6 separate regions of the Mus musculus genome follow, and regions 1, 2, 3, 4 and 6 are each linked to region 5. Evidence: chromatin contacts called from public Hi-C and targeted proximity ligation data. All regions are on one chromosome and are shown on one strand. The core of a region is the stretch at or near the end of the contact, and the rest is flanking DNA. Distances in the headings are between cores, read along the strand shown.

Region 1 (5,097 bases), core at 324-2,823, 390 kb before region 5:
CGGCTTGCTCATGGTACGCTAGTTAGTGCATTCAGGGACTAGCAAGCCAGGTTAGTTTTACCAGTGAGGAACACGAGGCACAGAACGCTATGAAATGCTCGTGTTGTACAGCCAAAAAGTAGTGGGAACTGGGATTTGGACCCATGCTACATGATTCTAAAGCCCTGTTCTTTACATCTTTACTGACTCGCACTAAGAGAAAGCGATACCTCCCATGTGGAGGCAAGAAAGGAGGAGTTGACAGTGGTGACGAGATGAATACCTATATGTCATTTTCTGAGGGCACTGAAGGAAGTCATTGCTAGGAGTTTTCTCAGTAGAGAAGGAGGCAGAAGCCTTTGTGTGGAGATTGGTTTAGGATGGTGCTCAGGGGAGTCGTCTGGGAGTGGTCAGAGACAGACCACGAACCTGACGCTGATGCAAATCCAGGGAGATGGCAGCCTGAGGATTATAAATCTGTTCCCCTGGGGGATAATGCTTGCATGGCAGACAGAGGTCTGGAGTGGGAGAGCGTGGTTCAGTCTTTCCTTTCTTTGTATGTGACGCAGGATGGGACAAATATTCCATCTTCTGGTCACTTTTCCATGAAACACAATTATAAACTGCCTTGAGATTTGCTGCAGGCATCAGTGAGATGGTCTCCTACATTCCTCAGAAGAAGACCCTGTGTATGTCCAGGCTTAATGTATAGCCAACACTATGCATTCAAGGACACGGGGTGTCAGTATTCCATACCAGGCTTAATGTATAGCCAACACTATGCATTCACAGGACACGGGTGTCAGTATTCCACATTGAACTTCTGGAAGAAATCTCTCAATTTGAAAACCTTCTGAATTCTGAGAAAGGTTTAGGAAACGAAAGGCTGCAGTTTTAGGATGGAGTGTTCATGGCCTGCTCTTTTTCACTTGTCTATGAATTTCTTTATAATGATGGAACTGTAAAGGATAAAGAAAAGCCTACTTACCCACATTACATTATTCGCGAGTCTTTGGAGCTAATCACTGCAATTGCACTGTAAGTATTCTTTCTCCCAGCTCACTCCCAAAATAAAACATGGAAAAAGAGCAGCAGTAGGCAAATGCAAAAGATAAGCATGAAGACTAACAAGAAGGGGCAACATAAGATAAGTCTGGGGACTCTCCATAGTCATAGGTGTTGATCACACGTGAGGAACTTCATTCACACGGTGGGCAGGTGCTCAGAGAGTCTAACAGTTCAAAGAGGTCAAGAAATGCATTTGAGATGAACCACGACAGCAGTTCTCACACTGGCTGGGTGGGGGAAAGCAATACAAGTGGAGTAGGCACAATAGCTTGGGAATAGTTACATGTGAGTCATGCAGAATGTCCAGTGTTTTGTGCTTCTGTTTATGTTATGAATGGGAATATTCTTCCAGACTTGACCTGAGTGCCTGATCCTATTGATTTTTGCAAAGAATGACGTGGCCTATAATTTTATTTAGTTTAACTCAGTTGAGTTGGATTTAATGACTGCTTTGTAAGTTGGGCAGGGTGTCTGTCTTCAGGGAGTTACCAGACTGTAGGGAGAGCAGAGGTGATCAAATCACTGTGGTATGCAAGAGCATTTTGGCAGGAGGGAGCTGTAGGATTACAGAATGCTGATAGGCAGCTAGAACTGTCCTGAAGCCGAGGCTTGGGAACCCTGACTTCTGCGGTATTTCTGTAAGGCGGAACAAGATGAGGTCGGCCAGACATGAGGTGTGCGGACACGTTGGGAGTAAGCAAGTATACTGCTCTGTTCAGTTGGATGTTTTATATGGTGTGAACTGTTCTTTGGGATCCCCACCCATGTTTGCACAGACACGTGTAAATGTACAGCTATCCATTTCTCGTTGGTAGGTGTGAAGCCCTTCAAGTGTTCTCTGTGTGAATATGCAACTCGTAGCAAGAGCAACCTCAAAGCTCATATGAATCGTCACAGCACTGAGAAGACCCACCTCTGTGACATGTGTGGCAAGAAATTCAAATCCAAAGGGACACTGAAAAGTCATAAGCTCCTTCACACGTCTGATGGTGAGTTCCCAAGCTCCAGTGGCCTGTAAGTGCAAGGCTGGAAGCTGGCATGCCAAGGCCAGCAGAGACTGTCCGATCCCGGGTAACAGGAAAACACTAGACTTCACAGGATGTACAATCTGAAAGTGCACGTGGTCCTAGCCTGTCTTTCTTCTCACCAGGGCTAAGCACTGTCTCCCTTCAACATGCTCTGCATAAACCCCTGTGGGATACGTGAGCATGTGTCATAAGCAGGGAGAGGTAGACTGCTGGAGGAAGTAAGATGTTAATGTTTGGTTCTGGAAGTTTCTGTCCTCTTTAGCCTTCCATCTCACCTTGAGCCTGATTGTAAGGATAGCTGTGCTGGCACCTGGCCTGATGTTTTTAACATCAAAGCTACCTCAGGGTTTTTACTGATAGGGCTTAGCCTGAAATGTAATCAGTATGAATTCCTGTGGTTGTGAGCTGTGAAGGTGGGTTCTGGGCGCAACAAGGCCATAAGGATCAGTTCCTGTTTCTAGGTGGGATAACAAAGAGCAGGTATGTATTTGAAGGTAAGTGTCTGATTATGGAGAGCTCAGAAGCCTAAGGGTCAAGGCTCAGGCACAGAGCGTTCATAACACTTTCTGATATGGGCTTCACAGAGGAAAGACATTGAGAAACACAGGTAGCCAAACCATACTAGAAAAAGTTTTGATTTAATTAGAAACCTCAGTTGGTGGGAGGTACTTGTGACTGCTCCATGTTACAAGGTTAATAAAATTTCTTAATATATGGTTCTTGCAGCGTAATTAGACATAAGAATTAGGGCTTAGTGAACAGATTAATGTAAGTTCCATGCTGATTCCAATTCTGGAGCTTAGGAGATGATGTGTCTATCATATCTGGCCTCTGTTGGGTATCTGTCCTGGGAGTCAGCCCTGCTGGGTGTGTGCTAGCTGCTTCCTTGGCAAGAGTCAGACTGAGCTTGCGGCCCTTAGTGGGAAAGGCTGAATTCTTGGTTATGATTCCTCGGAACTACAGTCAGGGACTTGGGGGGTGTTGAACCAAGGCCACAGCCATGGCTATTGATCAGTACTTTCTTTAAAAAGAAAAACGCCATAATCAAGATGAAACCCATGCAGGGTTGGGTGTGCTCAGTGGTAGAGTACTTGCCTTGCCTGGATGAGACTTTAGGTTCAATCACTAAGCAGACAAAGAGATAAACTAAGTAATATAGGCCATCACCTAGGGATAACGAAAGCTTTTGTGTCGTGTAACTAGTTAGGACGGCTTCACTTTCTCAGACAGTGGCCTTGCTGATCTTGCATTCCCTGAGTCTTTTTGCAGGAGCTGTGTTCCTGCATGTATGTGGTAGCCTGTTTCTCCCTAAAGTCTGTACTCGTGAATGCCATCAAGCCCCAAAGCCACGGTCGTCTCAGTGTCTCCTGAGTTGTGGTAACATCATTCAAGGAGACTTTGAAAGGGTACAGTGATCTGAAGTTTGACTCTGAAGTCTGGGTCAAGGCCATGGAAAGCCATCTACTCAGACAGACCCTGGATAGCACCTTTGCACATGGAGGGACGGGATCATTAAGAGTGGTGTGGTTAAAAAGAGGAATATGGCCTTCCTGCAAGGGAATAGCCTGGCAAATATGGTGGAGTCTTTCCCAGCAAAGCTATTGAAATTCGTAGTTTCTCTTTATTTATTTTTCCCAGCATTTTGGGAAACATTGTTATTCTGAAAACTGTAGAGACAAGGCCTTAACATTTTCCTGGTCTCTTAGATGTGGTGCACAGTGATTCTCAGCAACTTCGAGGAGGATCAGCTGTGTGTGGAATGTGATGTGCCTGAGGCTTGGTTCTGTGCCCTCAGGCCTCTGTGCCTGTCTCCTGTGTTTCCCTTTGACCCGTGCCTTGCACCCCTGTTTTTGAGGGCTGGCTGCTAAGCAGGTGCTCTCAGCTTGCCCAGCGAACCTAGCTCCAGTGACTATCTGCTGCAGCTCTCGTCAGCCCCATGCTCTTAAATCCCTTTTTATTTTATTTAAAGAGCTTTGAATTTCTCCCCCGGATGCCATATATAAGATACAGACTTTGAAAAGATTTTATTTCCCTCACTGATTTTTGCAATGCTCCTGTTGTATCTCATTGGTTTCATAGAGCTCTGTGGACCTCAGTGCATTGCAGGGTTCTATAAATATCCCCCCAGGTTATCATTTGCTTTTATACCTTATGGTCTCTCTTTATAGACAGAAGTTAAAGAGCTTTGCTCATTTACATTTATCAATATTTTCCTTTATGTGTTTACCCCCTCTGAGTTCTCTGTGGGAAAAAGAAACCTCTCTTGTTTCAGAACGAACTCTTTTGCCATAAGTTTTATTTATAGTTTTGTAACATTTATGAAATTTCAGGTTCCTATGATTTGCTTTAGTGTCTGCAGCATGGTAGGAATCTTCATTTTCACACAGCTGTCTACTGACTCGGCGTATTTATGGAGAAATCATCCTTTCCTTCTACGCTTGCTGGGCCAGAATTCCCCACAATGCTGGCGTTCATTCTGAGATTTTGGGTTGTCCTGATGGCTTTTGTTTTAGGTCACTGCTTTAAAAGATACTGTCTTCTTGTTTTGTTTTGTTTTGTTTTGTTTTGTTTTGTTGAGACAGGGTTTCTCTGTATAGCCCTGGCTGTCCTAGAACTCACTTTGTAGACCAGGCTGGCCTCGAACTCAGAAATCCGCCTGTCTCTGCCTCCCGAGTGCTGGGATCAAAGGCGTGCATCACCACACCCGGCTAAAAGATACTGTTTTAATTAATGTAATTTTATCATGTATTGCTCCATTCTATTTTGATTTTGTAGTGAGACTTCTGAAGTGTCACTGGATTGTTATCGCTTTGGTCCCAGAATGTTAGTCTTGAAAGCATCCTTGCTTCCATCCCTGGCTCCTCTTCAGGAGCCTTGTGACCAGCCTGTCGTGAGGTGTGACCTGGCTAGCACATGTCCTCCTTACTCATTCCCTGGGTACCCTAACGAACTCTCAGTCTTTAGTCATAGAGGGACTTCATATCTCGCAGTAAACACTGCTTGAAAGTCTACAGTGGCTGTT
Region 2 (5,144 bases), core at 1,582-4,081, 270 kb after region 5:
GCAACAAGCCTCCGGCATATCTACATGGGGTTACTTAGGTAAAAAGTGGTCTCTAGGCATTCCTGTGAGAGATATTCTTAATTTAGGTTAACTGAGATGAGTCCTGTATTACAGACACTATTCTCTGGGTTTGTACCCTGGACTGAGGGGAAAGGCCAAAGCTGGCTGCACACAGCAGTCACTACCCTCTGCCTTCTGACTGTGAAGCAATGTGACCAGCTGCTTCAAGCTGCTGATGCCTTGACTACCCGAGTCTGAGGGGCTGTACCTTTAATATGTGAACCAGGAAAAAAAAAAAAAAAACCTTCTTTTTTACATTGCTTTGCCAGCATATTTTATCACAGCAACAGGGAAACTAACTAATACTTATCTCAGAGTTAGTGTATATAAAGGGTGATTAGATAAATATTTAAGACCAAAGTATCAGAGGAATCTTATTATCCACAAGACCAGGAAGTCAAGGTATGATATTTGTATACATGCTTCATAATTGTGATTCTCGGTGAGCAGTGACAAGTGGCAGCTTCCCTTTGCCAAGCACTCCTGTTCTTCCTGTCTTTCACACTCTAGCTACCCTATGAGATTTCAATTCCATTAATAATAAGAGTCGATGATGACCAAAGTTTGCTTTTCTGAACTTCTTACTCCAAAAGGGAAGACAAAACATTTTGAGGTAAAAAGTCATAACCTGAATAATCCAAGGGGAACATGAAAAAAAATCCAAGTTTGACGATTTGATAAATATGGGGGGGGGAGCACAAATAGTTTCTTCAAACATCAAACCACATAAACAATAAATATCAGTAAAAATTTCAGAGCCTAATCCTAACAGAAGGAATTGTTTCTATCATGTGTAGCTTGAGAAGCATTGTATTAAAAATCATAAAAAGTCTAGGCAGCATCTGAAGTAAACCATGGATGACCGTAACACGCACTGGTCAGTTATCCATCTGTAGATGTACAACATTATGTTTCTATGATGATACAGGGTCCCCTTTATGCTCAGGTCAAAATACCCGATGCCATCTGGCTTGGAAGGATGGCTGTACTCATCTCAACATTACAGCATGAGAGTGAGATCCCTGGACTATAAAAAAAATAAAAACTGAAAACAAAAACACATCACTTATTATGTAGTTAAAATATAAGAATGCATGGAAGAAACTCCATGCTTACCTGCGATTTCATTTAACTTAGTTGATAGCTTTGCAGTGATTCCTATGAATGCACATAGACTGCTTGTTCTCTTGATTAAGAAGGTCCATGCCTGACTCTCTCATATTCCTCCTCAGTGACTAACACAAAACCCAAAATATAGCTCTGGCTAAACACATAAACCTCTAGACGAATAAAACTAAAAAGGAAGGTCATGTGTACGTAGCATGTTCACGTTTCCATTTTGAAAGCCGATACTTTGACAGTTTATCAAGCTTAGCCCTTCAAGAACAGAACTGTGTCTTTTTGAAGAATTGAACCACACCAGCCAAGAACAGCTGCTGCTGGTTCTGAACACTGGAAGCATAATGACTTTGAAGGGGTTGTCTTTCTTCCACTTAATGACCCTAAACATTCAAGAAATTGGAATTGGCAGGGTCTATAGGGCTATTGTTCTTTAACGTACTGGGGCTTCCAAATGGTGGCTTTATGCTGCCAGCTAGTATAATATTAAAGATTAATAGGCAATAAAACAGAGACAGGTGGCCAACCATAAGTTGTCATGAACAGCACATGGGAAACAATTCCCAGTTTATGTTGCTGGATAAGACAGTGATTGGCCATAATGGCCCCTTGGTTTCCCAGACCGGCTTTCTCAGAGAGCCAAAGGTACTTGAGCATAGGCTTCTGATCTTACTAACAAGCGTCAGTCATGACACATTGATGATAAGAAAAGTCCCTTGTAAACCCCTCTGTAGAGAGCTTAGCATATCAGTCCCCCACTGTGTATGACCAATGGTATTTGAATGAGCCCGTTCATCTAACAAATTGAGCAACTGTCAAGTTGGACACTGTACATATGCATAGCTAATGTTACAGTGTTGTGGAAGATTTTTTTTTTGCAGCTGACACAGTATGTGTTGTTGTTTGTTTGTTTGTTTGTTTGTTTGTTTGTTTTTCAAAGAAACGATGTTATCTCCTAGTGGATGACAAGCATCCTCCTCCAGTAGAGCCCAGGAATCCTTTCCCAGTCAGTCCAGGCATCTCTCCAAGTGGATCTCAAACATACCTTCGCAACAGAGCCGTTGTATCTCCTCCCAGTGGAGCCAGATATCTCTCCTAGTGGAACTCCGGCATCTTCACCCAGTAGAGTCTAGGCATATATTTCAGGGACCCTCAGGCATCACCTCCCAATGCAACCTAGGCATTTTCCCCAGTGGAGCCCAGACATTTTCCCCTAGTGGATCTCCATCCTGAGCCCAAACATCTTCTCTCTGTGGAGCCCAGGTGTTCCTAGCATCTTGCTGATCTGACATTTAGTTGGCCTCATGTAAGATTCAAGCAGGCCTATCACATTGGAGAGGAAAAGGTGTTCTGAAAGGATACACATGGGGGGGAATCTTGTGCCTACTTACCCTGGATGTGTGAAAGAGAATACCAATTTTTATTTTGCCCTCGGTTTCCATGATCATCTTTAAATGTAAGAGCAATTTGATTTGATTTGCATAATTGTGGAGAATATTTGGAATGGTGTAGGGAAAGTGCTTAAGTGTAGAGCTGGCATTTAATAAATATTTAATTCTTACTTGTTTAAAGTGCAGGGTCATGTGCTCTCCCTGTTCCTTTTAGCTTGGGGCAGAATTTCTGCTGAGAAGAAATAAGGAAGCAGGGGGAGGGAAAGTCAGCATCGTTAAGTCATGTGAGTCATTTTTAGTAGCAGAAACTGAAAAATGGGAAACCTAGAAGTTGTCAACAAGAATCTGAGAAAGTTGGGTTTAAGACATGTAAATGGGCATTTCTTATCAAAAGATTTCCATGATGTTCAAGGAATTCATGGCCTGTGGCTGTTTCTTACTTTGTGGAAAATCTAAGTCTTAGGCTTATGGGGCTGTTGACTCAACCACAGTATTATGGTTTAAATTTAAAATGCTCCTCACCCCAGTTCATGTTTTGGGTGCTTGGACTCCAGAGGGTGGCACTATTTGGGGAAAATCCTAGAAACCTTGGGAAGTGAGGCCTAGATGGAGAAAGTGGGTCACTGGGCAGCTTAGTCATGGCTGGTGATATAAGAGATGGTGAAAAATTGCTTGGTACACAATGGAGTTTTAGAAAAAAAGAATCTGCTAAACTGTGCCTTTAAGATGCTCAGTGGGTAAAGATGCTTGTGCACAGGCTTGGCAACCTGATTTTAGTGCCAGGATCCTACAAGATAGAAGCAGAGAACTTTCTCTCAAAAGTTGTATGGGATATAAATAAGCATAATTTTTTTAAAAAGTTGTCTGACTTTCATATGTGCATCTGCACACACATACACATACACAACACATACACACATACATCATGCCAAACACTGATGCACTAAACACAAATACACACTAACAGGTATATTCACCTGCATACACACACACTCAAACACACGAATACTTACATGCAAACACACGAATACTTACATGCACACACACACACATATACACATACTCACATGCACACTCACACACACATACATACACACACACATGCACATGCATACCCACACATGGACACACACTAATAATTTGAGAAATTTCCTAAACTTGGTTCATATTATTTGAAATGTACCTACTCTTCCAAGCTATTCTTTATTCTATCATTCTAGGGACCAAGAGTAAACACGTGGTCTGAATTTTTTCTACCAATGTCATGGGAAATTAACAATAAATCTTACTATTAAACAATTTATAATTTACCCCATACTGTTATGCTACGTTAATGCATTAGGGTAGACATAATGACCAATTTATTGGCATATTAAATGAAATAAATTTTTGAAAAGGAACTAGTAATTTTTTTAAAAGGTTGTGTATCTCAGAAATGACATGAAGAATAGAAGGGGTGAGATTTCAACAGTATTGGTGCCTTTCTGGACTGATATTTTAATAACATCTTCCAATGCCTTAATGCTTGAAAGAGTATTGCAGAAGTCACTTTGACACATCATCTAAGTTCCTTTGGGCTACAGCTCTCTTCAGATCTCAAATGTGTGGCCACTGAATCGTCTTCCTTTCAAAACGCCCATAAAAGTATGTGTAGTTTTACAATATGAGTCTGGTGTGGTCCACATGAAAAAAAAAATCCATTGGGCTCCCAAGTGCAGCTCTTAGTAGCAGCTTTAGTCAAAGGGAAATGTAGAAGACTCCATGGACCAGGGTAGTCTGACTGTGATGAGCACGGTCCTCAGGGCTGCATGTGCTCTTTCAAGGCATAATGATGTAAAATGGAATTGCAATTGTGCATGCCCTTCCAGATGCCTTAGTTGGCTTTTTGCATAAATTGGAATCTGCTGTTCACCCATTGAGCCCCTCCTCAAATATGACACCTTCTAGTTTTCATTAATCATCTCAAAAATTCATTTATTATTCCTGGTTGGCTCTGCATCTAGAGCTCAGAAATGATATCTATAATCATCAGGATTTGAGGACAGTGAGACAGACCAGTCTTTACAATCATTTCCATTCTTTTAGACATGGTCTACATCTCAAACCTGTCAAATCACATGAAGGCTGATAATGAAACAGGAGATGTGGATACCATTTAAACGGGCAGAACTTCCTGGAGATTAATATTCTAGCAATTTGGGGTTTGAGTTTTATATAGAAGTCACACTAGATGTAAAGAGTTTTTTCCAAGAAAAGTTTCAAAATTAATCAGTGCCTAATTCTAAATTTTTCTAAATTTTAAAATCAGAGGTGAAAAATGAAAGCTAATCTTAAGGTCATTTCTGTTGTCTCATATGCAAAGTGGGTAAGAATAAATCCCCCCACTCCTAAGATTGAGGATGGATAATAGATCTGACAACCTCTCTCATATCATATCTTGAACATGGAGGATGGAGAGAGAGAGACAAACAAAGGAAGATGAATGTATGAACAGTAGACAGACTGAGAGCTGCTTACTGATGGTGAAGGTCAAAGCTTTGCCCCTATGCCTGTCATTTATTCGCTCCTTAATAC
Region 3 (4,744 bases), core at 314-2,813, 480 kb before region 5:
AGTGCTGCTTTTTAAGAAAGGCAGCCCAGCACAAAACCAGTATTGTCAGCAACCAGCACAACTCACATGTCCTGACAGAAAATTAGTGTAAATATTTGGAGTTCTAAAAAGGAAATCACATCAATGCAGCATTCTGGTTAGTTCATTTTCAAATGAAAGATGTTACTGTTCCCCTGCCACGCAGCCCTCCCTGAGGCAGAAGTTAGTGGAGGTGAAGCAACAACTTCCTGATTCTCCTCACATTGTGTCTACCGGCATCTGGTGGGTTGTGGAAAGGTGGGGCCACACACTTCATGGACTGTCTATGTGATCTCAAAAAAGCTACACAACCTTCCTGAACACCTGTCCTTTGCTCACCTGCCCACTGAAATAAAGATGTTTTTAAATATGTACTAAACAGAAGAATGAAGAATTAGACCAGTCATCTTAAGGTTCACTGCCCAAAGGCACGTCAACGTTTCTGGTTTTTGTTTTTAAAAAAGTGAACAAAATGAATGAGCTCATTCAGTCGTTCAGTAGCATTACTATGAAATCTGTGATGGGTAGGCAAAGACTAAAAGACCCAGGGGCCTTTGTGACAGGACCCTCTCTCCGCTCGGCAAACTCAGTCCATGGCAGAAAGGGGTAGCAAACAGTTATGCGCAACTGAATGTGAAGAAGTAATAAACACATGACCTCGACCTGTGGGGGTAAGAGAGAGGAACCTAGAGCTGTCTGAGGAGCACTCCAAGCTAAACACTACAGAAGGACTATACTCAGCATTTCACCAGCACTGTAAAAACAAACCAGGGCTGCCCAGACGCCGGTCATTTCCGTCCTGCTTCTTTTAACATTTTTCTCTTGTTTCTGTATGTGTGGAGTACTTTTTTACAATGGCTAATTTAAAAACCTTTCTAAAAGATAGCTTTACCAGCACAAGTACGACTGTTATTATTATATATATACTTAATTGGCCAACTCTAAAACTCATTCCCAGTTTCGAATGCTAAAAAGCTGACCAAGATAGGTAGGGATAAGGGACTTCGATGTCGGTAGAAATATATTCTATCAAAGTTACGTGGAACAGACGCTTCCTGCAGCGTGCGGAGGGGGCTCTAAGCTCCTAACATAAAAAACGGAAAGGTGGTCACTGAGCTTCCAAAAAAAAAAAAAAAAAAAAAAAAAAAAAAGATGTGCGAGGCACTGTCACTTCCAACCCGGCTCGTCCCGGACCCTGGGAGAGCCTGCCTGGGCCAACTACACCTAGTCAACCCGACCGGCAACTTGGGAAACTGAGCCCCGGAAAAGCTAGTATGCAAAGGGGCGCACTAGCCTGCCCACTCGCAGCCGTCCCCGCACGGAAGAGGATTCAGGACATTCCGGGTCCTGACTCCCACGTCCCAGGATCACAGCGTCCCGCCCCGGGCGTGGCCCAAAACAGCGCGCAGAACGCCGGGACGAGAGGCCGGCACCTAGGGTAGCCGCGAGCATGCGCACTGTGCCTTGCGTGCCGAGGGCGGTTCCCCGCGACCGACGTCGCTACGTAGGCGTCGGATCCCCGGGGAGAGGAGGGCGAAGACTCCATCCGCCATGTTGGATGCCGCAGATTCGCCATAACCTCTCCGGCTCTTTCCCTAAAAAAATCAAAATAAAGAGCGAAGTTTCCTCAGGGTGTCCGACTTTCTCGCTCAGCCCGGGAGGGAGCCGGGAAGAGCCCGAGGCTTTTTTTTTCCTCCGCCGTGGGGGCGTTGCCATGGAGACGCGGACGGCAGGTGAGCGGGGATGGGGGTTGGGGCGCGGCGGGGTGGGGGTGGGGCGCGGCGCCGCGCGGGAAACCGCTCGTGGTGTGCAGTGGGGAGGCCGCGCGCAGACTCGGGCCGGCGGAGGGATCCACGGGCGGGCGGAGCGCCGACGTCGCAGCGTTCTGCGGCCCACGTTTGGAAGCTGGCTTGATCCTGCCGCAGGAAAGAAAAAAAAGGGAGGCGGTGGAGAGCAAGCGAGGGGAGCGCCCTGCGCGCCTGGGGAGCAGTTTCCAGGGCTGTGGGCGGTGCCAGGGCGCCCGCCAGCGGCCATCCGCGGGCGTCTGGCTGCATAGGTGTTCGAGTCCCGTTGCCTGCCGCTGTTTGTGTGAGCTTTGAGTTGGCTTCTTGCTTAGTCAACAGTTTCGTAAAGTAGATGACTTCCCCTTCCCAGTGATCAACCCCGTGTTCTTAGCCAGGACGTGCTTCAAGTCCAGCCTTCTCTAGTGACCTTCAGAGGGAGCGGCCAATGAGAGAGATGGGCTTTATCACGGGTGACCCTGTCCCATGCAAGTAGTCATTTGCCTTCTGTCTTTGGCCCAGTGCTGTAGGGCATTGTCCTCGTGCGCTTGAACGAAGTGGCTCCAGGCCACTTCCTCCAGGCAGCCCTCAGACTGTCTAGCCAGAAGCTGCTTTAGCTGGTCTCATTGGAAGGGTAGACTTTTCACTTAACCCCTGGTGACTCCCCTTAACCTTAAGCTTGTGACCTCTAGCCTGTGATTGACACCAATTTAGACTCTTGGACCCTGACTTCCGAGGGTCGCTGCCAGTGTCTCCTGGTTGTTCTTAGTTGGTCATTCACTGAAGAAGAGAAAAGTTGAGAGCCCAGATTCCTGACAGTGGAGCTTTAAAGAGATCGGACTTCTGGCTTGGAAAACAATGTGAACCATATGTTTGCTTGGCCTTTGTCACTGTCCCCTGGAATTCAGACAGGCTCTTAGTAGGGGTGACCTTCTATTGAATGACTGAGTGAAGGAGCTGCTGATCATTTGTACACGTCACTGTGGTTTCCTGCTGGAGCCTGGGTCCATCCATACAGGGGACAGAAAACTCACGTTCCTGGGGCTTACCTCCACTACTCTCCACCTTTAGCTTTGGAACCTATCACTTGATCTGTGAAATTAGTGTTGGTGCTACAGAGTGGCTATAGGTCAAAGGGACACACAACAAGCCCCAAACAGGTTATCTTTCTGTTTTCCAGCCATGACAAGTGAAGAAGGCTCATAGTTTGAACAAAATGTATTTCTGTCAGCTCGTTTCTGGGAAATTTCCCGTTTTGGTGTTGGAAAGGCGGCTTTGGGTGGTAAACAGGCTGGGTGGTCATTGCCCCAGTTCCAGCTCTGTTCTGTGTGTGTTCCAGCTCTGTTCTGTGTTGGTCTCTTTTTCATGGTATCTTTTGCTTTGGGTGCAAAGGTTTCTGCTTCTTTCTTTTCCCACCTTGTAGTGTACACAACAGCTTCTCAGCTATCGCTGTCTTGAAGGAGAATCTAGTGGCTGCTCAGAGCAGGCCTAGTCAGAGTTGGGTGATTACACTGTTTCTCCTCCTCTCATTTTCTTTTATAGATGTCTCATGCATGCTGCCCCTGAAAACCTCTCTATCAAGATGGGTCAGTTTAATAGAGGGGGATTTAGCCTAATGGTTTGTCCCTTGTCACCTGTTGGGGTTGTTAAGCTTTCAGCGTGTCAAACTTTCCAGGGGCAGGTACTCCCTTCAGAGGCAGTCTCTCACTGTTCACAGCTTTGCTGGAGAGAGCCGCTCCTGAGAGACTCTGAGAGCTCCTGAGAGCTCCTGAGGCAGGGGCTGTGACCCTTGTGCTTGAGGCCCATGTGTTGTGCCTCTACCTTGCTCACACTGGTGGCACTCCAGATGGTTTTCATAACAACACACTGTCACCATGCATTTGCTTTGGGAAGTGTGTGTGGATGGAAAGGTGGGGTGAAGTTTGGTTATAATTTTTTTTTTTTCCGAGACAGAATTTTCCAAGAAGCATCCCACATGATTATGATTTTTTTTTTTTTTTTTGTTCTGAAGGGGAAAAAAGTAACTTTGGAGTGGGGAATAGTGAACATTTTAAAACATATATTGTAGATTCAAAGTTGGCTTAAAAAACATAAAATATACATGGTGGCTTACAACCATCTATAATGGGATCCAGTGCCCTCTTCTGGTGTGTCTGAAGACAGCTACAGTGTACTCATGTAAATAAATAAACAATTAAAAAAACATAAAATATAAAAACAAATGAATTTGCTTCTGAAAAGACAATGCTTGGCACACCGATGTCAAACAGGGCCTTGAAGTTGAGTAGCAGAATTGTCTTTGTTCTTTTTAAAGTTTTGAAAATCGTAAGTTGATAGTTATACCTGTGCTTGTGGCACTCACAGCCCTGCAATTTATGAGCACAATGGGGAATAATTAGGTTAATCCAGTCTGGCACCTTTTTTTGTCATCATTTCTTGAGGTGAGAACATTTGAAATGTACTCTTTTAGTGGGTTTTTGAAGTGAAAAATACATTATTTATTCTGTTCACTATGCCATGCAGAATATCATACAGAACGTGAAAACATAGTTTTGCTAATAGAGGCTTGCCTCGTGCCCTGCCTCCCTTTCTCTCAGACCCCATTCTGTTCTCTCCATCTGTGAGGTCTGTTGCTTCAGCTCCACCTGCCTATCTACAAAGGCAGAGCCATTCTCTGTGCTCACATTGCACGCTCTCTTCATCCGCTCATGGACACTTAGGGTGCTTCTTCACCTGGGCTCTTATTACTTTTTTGATGAACATGGAAGTTCAGATGCCCCTCTGCCAACTGGTTTAGAATATTCTCCTTCCTTTAACTCTAGGTCAACTGGCATTGCAACGTATTGACCTCTGGAATCTGGTGCCTTTGTGTTCCAGCCTGTCTGGATAGAAACCAGATGAGTAGGTGGGGACCTTGCCTCAGAGGATAGTGGACAAAGCTGCAG
Region 4 (4,472 bases), core at 1,581-4,080, 440 kb before region 5:
AGGGGCGGGCCTGCGTGCTCTAGCCGTTGCATGATGTGGCCAGTGGCCTGCTTTCCTGGATAAAGGCAACAAGGGATGCACTGTCTCTCTAAAGGTAAAATGACACAGTTCATGGCATCTGCACTGTCCCATGTCCTAGAGCCCACAATCCTGCAGCTGCCTGTGAGGCTAACCAGAGTGAGGCTAACCAGAGCGCCAGGGTTGTGCTGATTCTGACATGAACATCAGCCAGAGTGCCCTGGCATAGGTGAGGGAAGAAGCAGGCCGGGCATGGGTCTGTGGGGAAGGAGCTGCTCTGGCTGGATCTAGTGAAATAGCAGAAAGGTAAACTGAGAGAGACGTGTAGTTCCTACTTAACAGGACAGTGCAAGGGCCTAGAGGTCTGGGGTATTGGTGGGTGTGAGCCCAGCTCTGAGAGCTGACATGTAAGTCCCATGGGGCACTAGGCAGTGTGTGGTTTCCAGCTATCTGGCAAGGCAGAAGGCAGCTGAAACATAGCCTTGGAGCATGGTGGGATCTCCTGGTATTTGCTACCCAGGAAGGTATTGACTGACCTTCTCTGCCCTGACATCAGCTGCCGAGAGAGTACCTGAACTTCTCCAAGGTGCTTCATCCATTTAGGGATGGGAGTCTGGTTGAAAAGCCATGGTCTTTTGTATGGTACCAGTTACTCCATTTCAGTAGATATGTGAAAATGTCAACCAAAAGCCTTGTAATGGCTTTTGAGTCCTAAATATAATGATTTTATTTGTATCTATAATTCTTTTATCAGATTGAAATGTGAATTCTTTCTCCTCTTTATGTCTTCTTACCTAATATTGTGTTAGGAATAATTAGTTTTGTTATGAACAGTGACAATGTTTAGATAGGAATTAAGTGGCAGAGAGCAACATATTCTACCCGCTGCTGGATGAGGCCTCTCAGAGGACAGTTATGCTAGGCTCCTGTCTGCAAGCAAAGCAGAGTATCATTCATAGTCAGGGGTTAACTCTCTCTCATGGAGCGAGTCTCACGTTTGGCTAGCATTGGCCGGCCATTCCCTCAGTCTCTGCTCTGTCTTTATCCCTGGCAGGTCAAGTTTTGTGTTGAAGGTTTTGTGGATGGATTGGTGTCCCCCTCCCTTCATGTATCAAAAGATGGCCTAGTCGGCCATCACTGGAAAGAGAGGCCCATTGGACACGCAAACTTTATATGCCCCAGTACAGGGGAATGCCAGGGCTAAAAAATGGGAATGGGTGGGTAAGGATGTGGGGTGGGGGAGGGTATGGGGGACTTTTGGGATAGCATTCTAAATGTAATTGAGGAAAATATGCAATAATAAAAAATATTAAAAAAAAAAAGGCCTGCCTGGCTATGCAGGAGGTAGCCACCGCAGGCTCCATATCCCCCACTGCTAAGAGTCTCAGCTAGGGTCACCTCTATACCTTCTTAGGGGCCTCCCCTATCCCACACCAATTTCCCTTTTCTCTCACAGCGCCCCCCCCCTCCGCTTTCCCCATACCTAATCATCACTCCAGTTCCCCTCCCCCTCCCCACTCTGAGCCAGTTTCCTCTGTCTACTCCCAATGTCTGTTTGGTTTCCCCTTCTGAGTAACAGTCAAGCATCCTCCCTTTCGTCCTTCTTGTTACTTAGCTTGTTTGGGTCAGTGGAGTATAGCATGGGTATCCTGTACTTTATGGCTAATATCCACTTATAAGTGAGTAAATACCATGTGTGTCTTTCTGGATATGGGTTACCTCTCTCAGGATAATATTTTCTAGTTCTATCCATTTGCCTGCAAAATTTCATGATGTCTTTGTTTTTAATAGCTGAATAGTATTCCATTGTGAAAATGTACCACATTTTATTTATTCATTTTTTCAGTTGAGGGACATCTAGGTTGTTTCCAGTTTCTGGCTATTATGAATAAAGCTGAATAAATCCATGATAGTTTTATTATGAATAAAACTATGAACATCGTTGAGCAAGTGTCCTTGTGGGGTAGTGAAGCGTTTTTTGGGTACATGCCCAGGAGTGTTACAGCTGGATCTTGAGGTAGAACTATTCCCAGTTTTCTGAGAAACTACCAAATTGATTTCCAGGGTGTATGTACTAGTTTGTAATCCCCCCAGCCATGGAGGAGTGTTCTCCTTTCTTCACATCCTCACCAGCATGTACTGTCCCTTGAGTTTTTGATCTTAGCCATTATTACTGGTGTGAGGTGGAATCTCAGGGTTGTTTTGATTTGTATTTCCTTAATGACTGAGGGAAACAGATGCAGAGACTCACATCAAACATTAGGCTGAGCTCAGGGAGTTATGGACAAGATTGGGAAAGATAGAGGGAGATGGAGGGGTCAAAGACACCACAAGAGGACCTACAGAGCCACTAACCAAAGAACATGCACGGACTGGACACATATGTAGCAGATGTGCAGCTTGGTTTTCATGTGGGTCCCCTACCAGTTGGAGTAGGGGCTGTCCTTGACTCAGATGCTTGCCTGCCTTTGGATCCCTCTCCTCCTGCTGGGCTGCCTTGTCTGACCTCAGTGGAAGAGGATGCATTTAATGTGCCAGGGTAGATTGGTACCTAGGGAGGGAGCAATTGGGGAAGAGGGGTGGGAAGGTGAGACTAGGAGGAGAGGAAGAAGAGGGCTGTGATCAGGATATAAAGTTAATAAAAAAATAAATAAATGAATAAATGAATAAATGAATAAATAAATAAATAAATAAATAAATAAATAAATAAAAGCAGTGCATTCCTAGCTTTTGTGCCCCATTGGGTGCAGGAGCCAGCCATTCAGTTCAGTTGTTGTAAGGGTCTTAGTTTTCGGGAAGCATTGCCTTGGCCGAGCTTCCTTGCACCTGGTCTGAGAGAGTTTGGCTAGAATTCCATGTGACCCGCAGTGTGCCTCTCCCTTCATCTGAGAGCAGGATTTGGCTTGAGGTTAACTTCCATGTTAAACCACAGTTATGTTTCCATTGACTGTGCTTTTCTGGAGTTTGGCCTGCTGGGTGGGTCTCTGCAGCAGAAAGTTTTGAAATACGGAAAAAAGAATATTGTCATTATGCCCACCTGAGGTATCTGCAAAGGGAACAGTCTGCAGGAAGTGGACAATAAAATAGCCCCCGCCCCCCATCTCTCTCTTTCTCTGTTCTTTGTAGTAATCATTGTTTATGTGTCAGAGAAGTAACAATACTCCCTGTAATTTTTTTCTTACAGAAAACACAGCCATCTTCATGTGTAAATGCTGTAATCTTTTCTCACCAAATCAGTCAGAACTCGTGACCCACGTTTCTGAGAAGCATGGGGAAGAAGGGGTCAATGTGGATGACGTCATCATTCCCCTCCGGCCTCTGAACACTCCAGAAAACCCCAACCCAAGCAAGGGTGGAGATGGTAAGGACCACAGGCATGCTGGGCAGGGACTTATGATATAGGAACACTCTAAATTACTGTGAGGCCAGCTACCTGGCTCATGGACACAGCAGAAACTTAGAAAATCCACCTCAGAGCCAAATACTTGTCTGAATGTAGATCTTGTGGAAGTTCAGCTCTTTGAATTTCCTACCCAGTAGCTTCTGTAGGTGTTCCTCTAATACCTGGTCAGTGATATGTGTGTGTGTATGTGTGTATGTTTGTGTGTATATGTGTATGTATATATAGGCATGTGTATATGTATATTTGTCTATATGTATGTATGTGTATATATGTGTGTGTATTTATATGTGTTTATATATGTGTGTATGTTTGTATATATGTGTTTGTACATATGTATGTGTGTATGTATGTACGTATGTATGTTTGAAGCAGGTTCCAGTAGCATAAAGCAGGAGTCTGACCTTAGACAAGTGTGGAGTGGTTCAGCTTTAGCATCTATCAGCTGAGTTATTTAAAGCAAATGAAATTTATTTTCTAATCCTCACTTTACTTATCTGAGAAATGACGACAAATATTCAGATTAAGTCAGAGAGTGTGGCTTCCCTACCTCTGGTCCTGCACAGATGAGGATGAAGGTAGGTCTTGTACGCTATCAATAAATTACTCTCTGTAAGTTGGGAAACAGTGTCTCCAAACCCATATTTTAAACCTAAAGGAAGGTTGAGACTGTGACTCTTTCAGGTTCACAGTCAGTGGGCAAAGGGAGATACATCTGTCTGCAGCTGCTGTACCTCTGTTCCTGAATGATATCAGCTACAGCAGGCACCATGGATTAGAGAAGCCATCTAGGCACAGTAATTAGGTCCCCACAGACGAGAAGGAAAACATGTAGTGCAAAAGGGACAGCTGCAAGAGGGACAGCTGCAAACAAGACTTAGACAAATGCCCCCACAAACCCCTTTATGCATGATGAGGGGCAGCACCAGTCTGCCGAGCAGAAGCCCAGGCTGGGTGGCAAATGTCCCATTGAGGGGTTCATTAGCCACTCTCACCATACAGTTGCTCTTTCCTGGGAACGTTCAGAGTGGCATTCAAAACAGTCTGGCTTATT
Region 5 (5,001 bases), core at 1,780-4,279:
GCATTCTTTCGGCTTACACTTCCAGATCACAGTTCATGATGGGAGAAAGTCAGGAAAGGAACTCAAGCAGGGCTGGAACCTGATGCAGAGGCCATGGTGGTATGCTGCTTACTGGCTTGCTTCCCATAGTTTGTTTTGTTTGTTTTCTTATAGAACCCAGGACCCCAGTCTGGGCATAGCACTACACACCATGGGCTGGGCCCTACCCAAGTGATCACTAATTGAGAAAATGACTTACAGCTGGATCTCATGGAGAGGCACTCTCTCAACTGAGGCTCCTGACTCTGTGGTGGGCCTAGCTTGTGCCAAGTTGACATAAAAAACAATCTATTATTTTTTAGCCTATTTAAACCCCCTTTCCTCCCGACATATTCCTTCTTGACTTTATGCCTTTTTTTTTTTAATAATGTACAATGTCCACTTCTGCTCTTGAGTGGATGGGTGTGTGGCAGTTGAATGAAACACGAGGAGCCCACCAGTGATCACATCAAAAAAGATGATGGTTTTCCTTCCACTAACAGGTACAAAGTGCCAGTAGCTCCTTAGAGGTGGGGCATTGAGAGCATCTATGTACCTCATCTATTCTAGGATCTTTTTCTATCATGATCTTTTTACTTACTCTATTTTATTAATCATTTTAGCCTTTCACTAAATGTATTTTGATTATATTCATCCCCTGCATCTACTTTTAAGTGCTCTGAGCTCTATCCTAATCCCCCATCTCCTACTTCCTGTCCTCTCCTCCTCCTCTTCTTCCTCCTTGTTCTTCATTTTTCAATAACCCATTAAAGCCAATTTTCTCTGTCAATATACTAAAGAGTGTGGGGTCACATGCTTAAGGATCACTCACTCTTCCTCCCCCAGAAGCCATCAGATGTCTATCACTCCTCAGTCAGGGGTCTAGCTAGCATATTGACTGACTTGATCTTGTGCAGATCTTAAGCAGGAAACAAGAGTTGCTAAGTACTTGCCAAGTCAGAAGACAGAGTTTTGATTTGTGTTCCACAACTGAAGCTCTTAGACTCTTTTCCCTGTTTCTTGATAATCCCTGAGGTTGGTGATGGTATATATGTCCCATATGTGGCTGAGTACTCATTCCACTGACAGGTAATGTGTGAACAAAGAGAGAATTTAAATTCTCAAAATCTCAGTTGCCTTGCCTTAAAAGTGGCTGTAACCCATGTCTCCTAAAGGTGGTTATAGTAAATAATTCCTGAGAAGTGACTGTCACATGTCCTAGCACATTCAAGAAGTACTGGAGACAATGACAGTGGTGATATATATGAATTCATAAGCAGTAAGTGATCACCGTGCACTGGTCTGGACACTGAGACTATGCAGCAGCGAGAACGATACTTGTTATACAAACTCATGAGTTGCCAGGAAACAGAGATGTAGCAAAACAGCTGGGTAGATGCATTCATCAACCTTTATTGAGGGAACACCTGCCAGGCACCAATAAACTACTGTACAAATTGACGTAATTACAGCACCTTGTCCCTGATATCAGAGGCAGTAAAGTCTAGGGGAGGAGACAGGTACTAAATAAATCTCTGCAGGATATCCTGGGAGAATTTTCTGTCCACTGGCTGCACATGCCTGGAATGAATTCCTGGTGAGCTAACTTGAGGTAGAGATTAGGAATATTGTGATAATCCACTGAACAGTTCTTGGAGGGCTATCACCCCACACTGTAGACACCATGACAGATGGTCTAGCAATGGGACATGGGGTGTTTGAAAAAAGATATTCAGGAAGCTATGGGATAGGGAAGTCTGAATTCATCTGGATTTGAGAAAGTGGAATTGCCCCACAAAGCTTCTCAGAGGAAATGGCTTTGTAAAAAAAGAAGATAGTCTCCCAATAGATATGTTAAGGCAGAGTGAGCAAAAGTAACAGGGGTCCAGCTCAGTGGGAGGATCAAGGAGCATGGCTGAATAGCAAAGACTAGGGAGCCCTATAGGAGGGAGCCTCCATCACACAAGAGGTCAAGAAACAATCCTAGCCCACGCATGCATGGAATAGGAACCAGAGTCATTGTGCTTCCTCTGTGTGAAGATGAGGAGAGCAGTTGGTGGAAGTGCTGACTCTGACCTTAACCAAGCTGACTCTTAGGGAAGAGAAAACACCCCTAAGTCTAAAGACATAAGTCCATCAGTGTGTGTGTGTGTGTGTGTGTGTGTGTGTGTGTGTATGTGTGTACTTGCTAAAAGACAACCTCAGGTTTTCCTTCTCAGGAGCCATCTACTTTTCTTTTCCTTTTGAGATAGGGTCTTTCACTGGTAATGTAATCTATCCCCAAGCCCTAAATACATCATTTCCATAAGCAGAAGTTGCAGGAGATGGACTTATTGGTACCTTTGATGTGTCTTCAACTGTGAGTGACATTTTATCAAACAGAATCAAGAAGAGCAGCTCAAGAGAGCCTCAGCAACAGCCATAGAGAAGGAAGCATGAAGAAGCAAAGATAAGTACTCTCAGAGAGAATTGATTCCAGCTTTTATCTTTTTAAGTTCTGCACCTGTAGTCTAATCTCTTATACTTGAATACTTAAAAGAACATTAATCCACACATAAATGAAAGTAGATAATGGCTTAATATTTTTCATGTGTCAGATAATGAACGTTTAAAAAGTGCTTCTAACCCTCTATACATAAGAATCTGAGAAACTTAGCGAAGGAGAGGCTGGATTCATGCTCCTCTCTTCATTGCTAAAACAGATTTGTATTAGATCCCTTGGCGCTGGGGCTATAGGCATTGGTGAGATGTCCTAAATGAGTGCTGAGATCTGAACTCTGGTCCTTAGGATTGGGCAGCAAGCACTTTTAACCATGGGGCCATCTGTTCCACCCCCAAGGGAGCACTGTCTTTGAGAAAATGTTTAATTACTTTAGAGATTTGTAACAGGGATTTAGGGTGGAGTGGGGCACTTGGTGATTGATGTGTAGAGCTAGGAGTTTACAGTGCTATGAGGATAAGGCTACAAGTGTTAAGTCAGTGGCTGTCAAGGAAGTTACTCATTGTCTAGGATGTACAGAATTGCAACATAGCTGAGAAGGACTCAGCTAATGGAGTATGACTAATACTGAGAGCAAGACAGTGTTTCAGATCAGGAAAAGAACTCTTAAAATCATTCGTTTCAAATATCTAAATCTGGAACTGGGAAGCAGCTTAGTGGGTAAACTGCTCACCATGCAAACATGAGAAACTGACTCAGCACCACCAGAACCCACACAAAAGTCCTATTTGGTAGTAAATGTTTACAATGCCAGTGTTGCTAGGACAAAATGAGACACGGAGACAGGAGCTTATTAGGACAAACCCATAAGGCCACTGGGTTTTCCTATGAGGCTGTTATTTTCTAAGTCCTTGGGGCGGGTGGGGCTTCAAGGTTAAAGGTAGGTCTTGAACAGGACAAAGCCAAAGAGATTTGGATGGGACCATAATCTTTAACAAGCCTCCGTGTCCTTCAGTTAACAGGTGCTTCTGAAATATGTTTACTAGAAAAGGCTGTTGGATAATAGATGATTAAAAATAAAAGTCATCTGGCCATGTGATTGCTTTCTATGCACTCAAAATGTTGATACCCTAGCCAAGGTGGTCATGCCAAGACCTCTGAAGTCAATAAACATTAGGAAGATCTAATATGACTTTCAGAGTCATTGAAACACCCTGCTCCTGAACTGGGTTGGAGGTGGAGCCTTTGAAATCCATAAGCCTAAGGCTGCTGGGTGGTTTAGTCACATTACTGCTTAGGCGCTAACTCTATAATTGCATAGGAAAGAGGTCATCTACAGTGAGACCCCGGGGAGTAAACACAGCTAACTATGTTACCGGGATGGTTTTAATGTGTGCTCTGAGATGCAGGCACTCCTTGTGTAAACCAGGTAGGAGCTTGCAGGCTTCGTTCTCATTTCACTGTTTACAATTTGATGCATCTTAAGAGCCATTCCAAACATTTCCTGGAAAATACTTGGCCTTAGAGAACCAGTGTGACCCTTACTGGTGTAGTGTGGGAAAGCCTGGGGTGGCTTAGACTCCCACTGAACTGCTGTATCTTATGGCAAGGATCAACTTCTGACTTAGTGAATGTTGAGTTAGGAATAGAAATCTGGCATTTTTCACCTTTCAGAAAACTGCCTTCTGGGAAACAAAGGACTACAGTTAGAATTATATGTATCTTTTAAGATCTTGCTTAATATTGGATGTATTTTTTTAAGGATAGAATAAAAGTGATGATTTTTCTTTTTCTTTTTTTTTTAATTATTGAAGTGGTTCGTTAACCTTTCATGCATGTGTGTTTCATTCTGATTGCTCGTCCCCTACTCTCCCCTCCCTCCTCCCTGCTTCAACCCCAACACCTCCCTACAAGTCCCCTTTCCACATTCATTTTTGTTTTGTTTTGAGATATAGTGGACTTGTGGTGTGACCTTAGCTTTGGAAAGCTCTATTGGAACCATGTAGGCTCAGTGTGGATTATAGCACTAGTGGCAGTGGCTCTCCAGCTCCCAGAGTTTGTCATTACCCATTAACATAAGAAAGATACATAGAGAATTTGATGTCCAGAACCATACCAACACAAGAACCGGCAAGTGATTTACTGACTACAAACCTAAGACTCTCAGTGCTTATTGATTAACAGAGAGAGAGAGCCCCAGACTTGGATCACTCTCATATTATGGGATAAATGGGCCCTTTGGAAAGGGACGTTCTAAACCCAGTTCTGCCAGGAGTCACAGAGATGGACTCAGAGTAAATAAGCTCAGATTAAAGACTTTAACATACTCACGCGTGCACTGACAATGAGACCAGAAAAATCAAGATGTTTAGATTTCTCAGTCTACATATATGCATAAGTTAGAAATTAAGTATTGATTATATTTATGTTTATCTTTACTTTTTAAAAAGTAAAAATTAAATAATGACAAACATAAAGGAGACAGAATGAAGTTCTCTGTATGAAAAGCCATGTATATTTACAAAAGAACCAAGTAGAACTTC
Region 6 (4,716 bases), core at 2,053-4,552, 290 kb before region 5:
CACCTCCATACCATCCCCTACAACTACTATTCCTTCTAACCCCATGACTTAAGGTGGACTCAGAGAGGATCCTGAACCAGGGTCACTCAGTTTGGAGACACGTACACACCATACCTGCAAAGTTCCCAGATGTGCTTCACATATATTACCCCCACCCCTGACATATGTCCTGCTACATCCCCCGTGAACACTAGAAAACACACACCACACCACACACACACACCATGATCCACACATCCAAAATACAAAACATTATAATCCAGTTACACACATTCATGCCGTGCACTACACAGATATCCCCATACAACACAAACCCACATAGCATTATGTTGTGTGGCTTTTCCTGGAATAAGCCACCTGAGGGGACAATGAGGATGGAACAGAGAAATAGTTCCAGCCAAGTCTAACTCAGAGAACCAGTGGGTTTATTAGGGCACAGAAGCAACAGTAAGGAGTGTGGGAAGCTTTGCCGCTCAACAGACTCCCTTCCTCCATTGCCTGTTAACTGCCTGTGCCTCCTGTGTAGCCCAGTGCACCTGGTGACAGTTTCCCTGCCCATCCAGAAAGAATCTTCATGGCTACAATTTTGTTACAATTTCATAGGTGCAATCATAATTGCTCTGATTTCAAGAGGGCAGTTTCCACGTCATGCTTGAATACCATAGTAAAACACCATATACATACAAAGTAGATAACCACATACACAAAACCAATGCACTTCTCTCACAGGACACATACCACACTGTGCACATAGACCACACTGCACACAAAATGTATACATACATCCCATTTCATACCAAACACACACCACATACCCACATATTCCAGTCAGTGTGCCACCTGCACGGAAGCAAAGAATCCTGCCTGGTTTTTCTATAAACCCTGGCTTGTTAATTGGCTGTCTCACTGCAGGCCTGTTTATCATCTTTCTCCAGAGCTTGGGCACCAAATGAAGATAGATTCCAGGAAGCTTTGAAACGTTCCAAATGCAGAACCCTGAGATCTGCACACTTTGAAGATTGGAACACATTTTAATTCGCCCCGCAACGCTGGATTATGTTCTAATTATCCCTCATGAATGCTCGGTTCCCTGTGACTTCTGGGAGTGGCATGGCTTGGTGGGAGAGCTGTTGTTCCCACTGCCCAGTGTCCTGGCGTGGGATCTGTCGTCCATCTGAACTTGTCACCCCAGCAGCCCACGGCAAGGTCCTTTCTGCTGGAAATTTCTCAGAAAATACAGAAAAAAAAATATAAAGAAGGACACACAAAGTTCTCAAGAGTTCTATCCTTTGTATGTTGGGTGAGTTTATTTTCAATGTGTTTAAGTATAAACAGTCCCTGAGTCGGTTTACTTATCCATATGACGTTTTTTTTGAGTCACTTCTGCTCAAGATTCAACCCGGAGAAGGAAGAAGGAACAAACCAGAAGAGGAGGAGGAGAGGAACTGAGGGTTCTGCTGGAGAAGTTGAGGCTGCAGGCCGATTGTGGACAGGCCCTCCTACACAAGGCCAAGAGGAGATTAGAATTATTATTTTTTATGTGGGAAAGGAAGTGGTTAGGGGTTGAGCAGCCCTGCCATGGGTGTTCCTTCACTACTGCCAAGGCTCTGGAGCTGTGACCCCAGCCACTGAAGTGATTTGACATGGCTTTGTGTCCTGGCTGGGAAAGAAAATGTCAGTGCTGCTCACAAAGTCAAGGTGGGACCCTGTAGAGTGTCGTGCTTCAGGGCTGGCTGAGAGCTGCCCACAGCAAGCTCGGACAGAAAGGTTTAATATCCCTTTCCTCTTCACACTCTTCTTCAGGAAGAGTGAAATAGCATCTCATCTATGCCCAAGCTTGTCACCATCACAGGACCAAGCATTCTCCTTACTTCTTCAGTGGGAATGAGCCACAGGTGGTAAGCTGGGGTCCTAGGCTTCCAGAATATAAGAGGTGAATGTACCTCTGTCCAAGGGACAGTCCGTGGTCTCCAGCACTCCAGCCCTTCCCCAACCCTGCAGTACATCTTCACAGCTGCCAGCCAGGCCCAAGGCCAACATTCCCTTGCTATTTCCTTAGCTGGCAGGCTTTCCTGTTTTTGCCTTGTCCTTTGTGCGGACAATGGGGCCCGTGAAAGCCCAACTAGGTCAGATGGCTTCTCTACTCACCATTGTCCCATGGCTCCCCCTTCCTGAGGAGCACAGAATCCTGAAGTTGTCTTGTTCCTAGGGATGCTCTTTGACCACAGCTATCCCTGATTATCCTGTAGCAAAACGGCAATGCTGCCCACCCACCTCTGACTCTATCTCCATCAGCCTTCATCTCTGCCTTTATTTTTCACCTGTCTCTCTATAGCATGACTGGCCCCTGACCAGAATGTGTGGACCAAGAAGGTTCTGCTTTGCTCACTACTCAGCTGCATAGCAGCACAGCACCTAGAATACTGTTTCACATGTATCTGTTAGGTACATGGAGAAGAGATGAAGGCACTAACGTAATGTATGAGACCTGGTCTGATATGTGATGTCCACTGTATTCCCTGACTCCTCAAGACTTCATCAATAGCTCACCTGTCTTTCTACCCCATAGCCTGAGCTTTATAAGTTGTGTGCTACTCTGAGTTTTAAGTCCTGCCATGGAATGATCACAGAGAAAGAGAGGCTGCCCTTTGGCTGCATCACTGGACACTGGAGCCACAGACCAGGTCTCTGCAGTCTTCCCCATGGGGACCACATAACCACCACCATTCCAGAGTGCCCGTTTCAATTTGAGAAGAACACAACAGCGGCAGGGTATATGTCGTGTACCTCTTTTCAGCCAAAGGATGGGAAGTCTGCCCAGAGTTTACTGGGACAAATAGTCCTCAGAATGGGGATTGGAAAAATGGAATAATATGCATCCATTGTCCTCACCACACACTGCACTTCAGAGTGCACAGGCTTTGCTGAAAGCTAGCTTACGGAGAAGACAAGATTGCTGTGTGCAGTGCAGGAGGTAATCTCTCTGTATCCCAGGGGATGACTCCATCTGTCCTTCCTCCCCCGCGGCAGGGCCAGCCTGCGGAGACAATGGGAGGGAGGATAAATGGCCACATTGTAACTTATTTGATTTTGGATGGGTGGAAGGAAAGGCTTGATGTAGGGTGTCAGTGTCTGACATGAGCATGTCAGGCGCTGTGTGATGAGATAGGCAGGCACTTTTGGTTCCAGGCAGAGAGAAGGACAGGCGGGCACCCCTCCAAGGGGGTCACAGTAGGGACCAAGTGCTGGAAGCAGGGAGTGTGGGAGGATGCTGAACGGGGTCATTTAGTCACAACATGAATATTAATGAATGGCTATGAAACACACATGGAGCCCAGCCATGGAGTTCAGCACCATTCAGCTCCTGACTCTTCTTTGCACTGTGATAATAAAAGCTCCATTCGGCTGAGGATGGGGAGAACACCAAGATGACTCGCATTTCCTCTTAATCATCTCCAGGGATAAAACATGAACTGCCCATGTTGTGTTCTTAGCTGCCAGAGGCACTCCAATGGGATGGGATAGCTTCCTTTCCAGTGGCATCATTTTTTTTTTTTGGTCTATGTCTCTTATGTCCAGTTATTCTCAATGCCTGAAGGACAATCTTTGCCCTTTTGCTCTGGTGTGCCTTACTCTTGCAGGTCCCTGGTACGTGAAGCTGCTTGGCATTAAAATTTTCCAGAGCTGGTGATATAGCCTTTACTCTCACTCTTTCTGTGCAAGGAATAATATTCACAACTCCGATCTCTTGATATAATGTGTTGTTGGTAAAATGGAAGGGAAAGAGAGAACAGGATGCCTTTTGTTTATTTCAAACACCCCCCACCCAGCCAAATCAACACAAAATGGAAGGAATAGTCTGTTCTGCTGATAAACATTATTGTAACTTCTCATGAGTATATAGGGACATCCTTGTGGATGGATAATCAGAAACTGAAGTTCCCATTTAAGGTTGGGTCTCATACATACCTGCCTTTCTTTCTTTGTCTTCAGTACATTGATACCTTCCTGATGCTCCAGTTCCCAGGCGGTTTAGCTTCTCTGACCTCCAGGTTCTCTCCACTTACAGCTCCATTTTCTTTATCTCTTCTTTTCAGAACCCCACCTTTATTGATAAAACTTTGCTGGATCAAATGGCTCCCCACCTAATAGAGCTTACCTTCCTAACAGGGGTGCTCCTTTCTCAGCTGCAGAGACTCTGTACCCAGAGGGAACCAAGTCTTAGACTCTGCGGGAGCTTAGCCCTAATTCTTACTTCGTGGCTTTTTTAGTGGAATCCAGGAGAGCACTTAGCTACTGAGATATCATCAGAGGCAGACAAATGAAACTAGAATTAGATATATTAGGGAGTGTGCCCATGATGACTTCTAAGCTCTCTACCCCATACCATACTTGTGTGAATGGCTTTGGGGTTCTGAGGTTGTCAGTTAACAGATTATCCTGCTTCTTGTGGCTCAGATTTATCTCTTTACAGTTTATTCTGCCCCTTCAATGTAGCACCTGTGATATTCAGACTTCTCTCCTTCTGCACTCCTTTCTCAGCAGCCTCCAGTGTGTGTCTTTATGACCAGTGATGGCGAGGCAGGTGGGGACCTGTGTAGAGTGCTGATAGCAGATACCTGTCCTAGTTTGATGAGGTTAGTGATATGGTTCAAGGCACTGAGCTCCTCTTGGAGAGGTAACTGTTGTGGATTGCCCTGGTGCAATTTGTATTTT

Evidence for each region. A called contact is a pair of places that touch in the nucleus more often than the background predicts.
Region 1: a targeted proximity ligation map of pancreatic cancer cells shows a contact between it and region 5. A contact is called at or near these places in 2 of 130 datasets of targeted methods (embryonic fibroblasts and pancreatic cancer cells) and 1 of 9 other capture datasets (embryonic stem cells).
Region 2: a contact with region 5 is called in a targeted proximity ligation map of bone marrow-derived dendritic cells, with 4 times the contacts expected there. A contact is called at or near these places in 2 of 130 datasets of targeted methods (bone marrow-derived dendritic cells and fibro-adipogenic progenitors).
Region 3: a contact with region 5 is called in a targeted proximity ligation map of bone marrow-derived macrophages, with 3 times the contacts expected there. A contact is called at or near these places in 1 of 484 Hi-C or Micro-C datasets (bone marrow-derived macrophages) and 4 of 130 datasets of targeted methods (bone marrow-derived macrophages, embryonic fibroblasts and pancreatic cancer cells).
Region 4: a Hi-C map of muscle stem cells shows a contact between it and region 5, with 2.6 times the contacts expected there. A contact is called at or near these places in 3 of 484 Hi-C or Micro-C datasets (bone marrow-derived macrophages, cortical neurons and muscle stem cells) and 2 of 130 datasets of targeted methods (astrocytes and embryonic fibroblasts).
Region 6: a contact with region 5 is called in a Hi-C map of bone marrow-derived macrophages, with 36 read pairs. A contact is called at or near these places in 8 of 484 Hi-C or Micro-C datasets (bone marrow-derived macrophages, liver, macrophages and 3 more) and 1 of 130 datasets of targeted methods (bone marrow-derived dendritic cells).

Annotation. Positions count from the first base shown.
Region 1 is chr15:68,162,692-68,167,788 of GRCm38.p6, reverse strand. It overlaps Zfat (zinc finger and AT hook domain containing), which reads left to right. Exons shown (of 16, transcript NM_001145888.1): 10 at 1,863-2,036. Among named protein-coding and RNA genes, the nearest start is that of Zfat, 94 kb to the left of the region's middle.
Region 2 is chr15:67,511,953-67,517,096 of GRCm38.p6, reverse strand. No RefSeq gene overlaps it. Among named protein-coding and RNA genes, the nearest start is that of 1700012I11Rik, 290 kb to the right of the region's middle.
Region 3 is chr15:68,255,675-68,260,418 of GRCm38.p6, reverse strand. Zfat (zinc finger and AT hook domain containing) reads left to right here and starts at 1,563. Exons shown (of 16, transcript NM_001145888.1): 1 at 1,563-1,751. The coding sequence starts at 1,733.
Region 4 is chr15:68,223,674-68,228,145 of GRCm38.p6, reverse strand. It overlaps Zfat (zinc finger and AT hook domain containing), which reads left to right. Exons shown (of 16, transcript NM_001145888.1): 2 at 3,203-3,379. Among named protein-coding and RNA genes, the nearest start is that of Zfat, 33 kb to the left of the region's middle.
Region 5 is chr15:67,779,164-67,784,164 of GRCm38.p6, reverse strand. No RefSeq gene overlaps it. Among named protein-coding and RNA genes, the nearest start is that of Zfat, 480 kb to the left of the region's middle.
Region 6 is chr15:68,069,932-68,074,647 of GRCm38.p6, reverse strand. No RefSeq gene overlaps it. Among named protein-coding and RNA genes, the nearest start is that of Zfat, 190 kb to the left of the region's middle.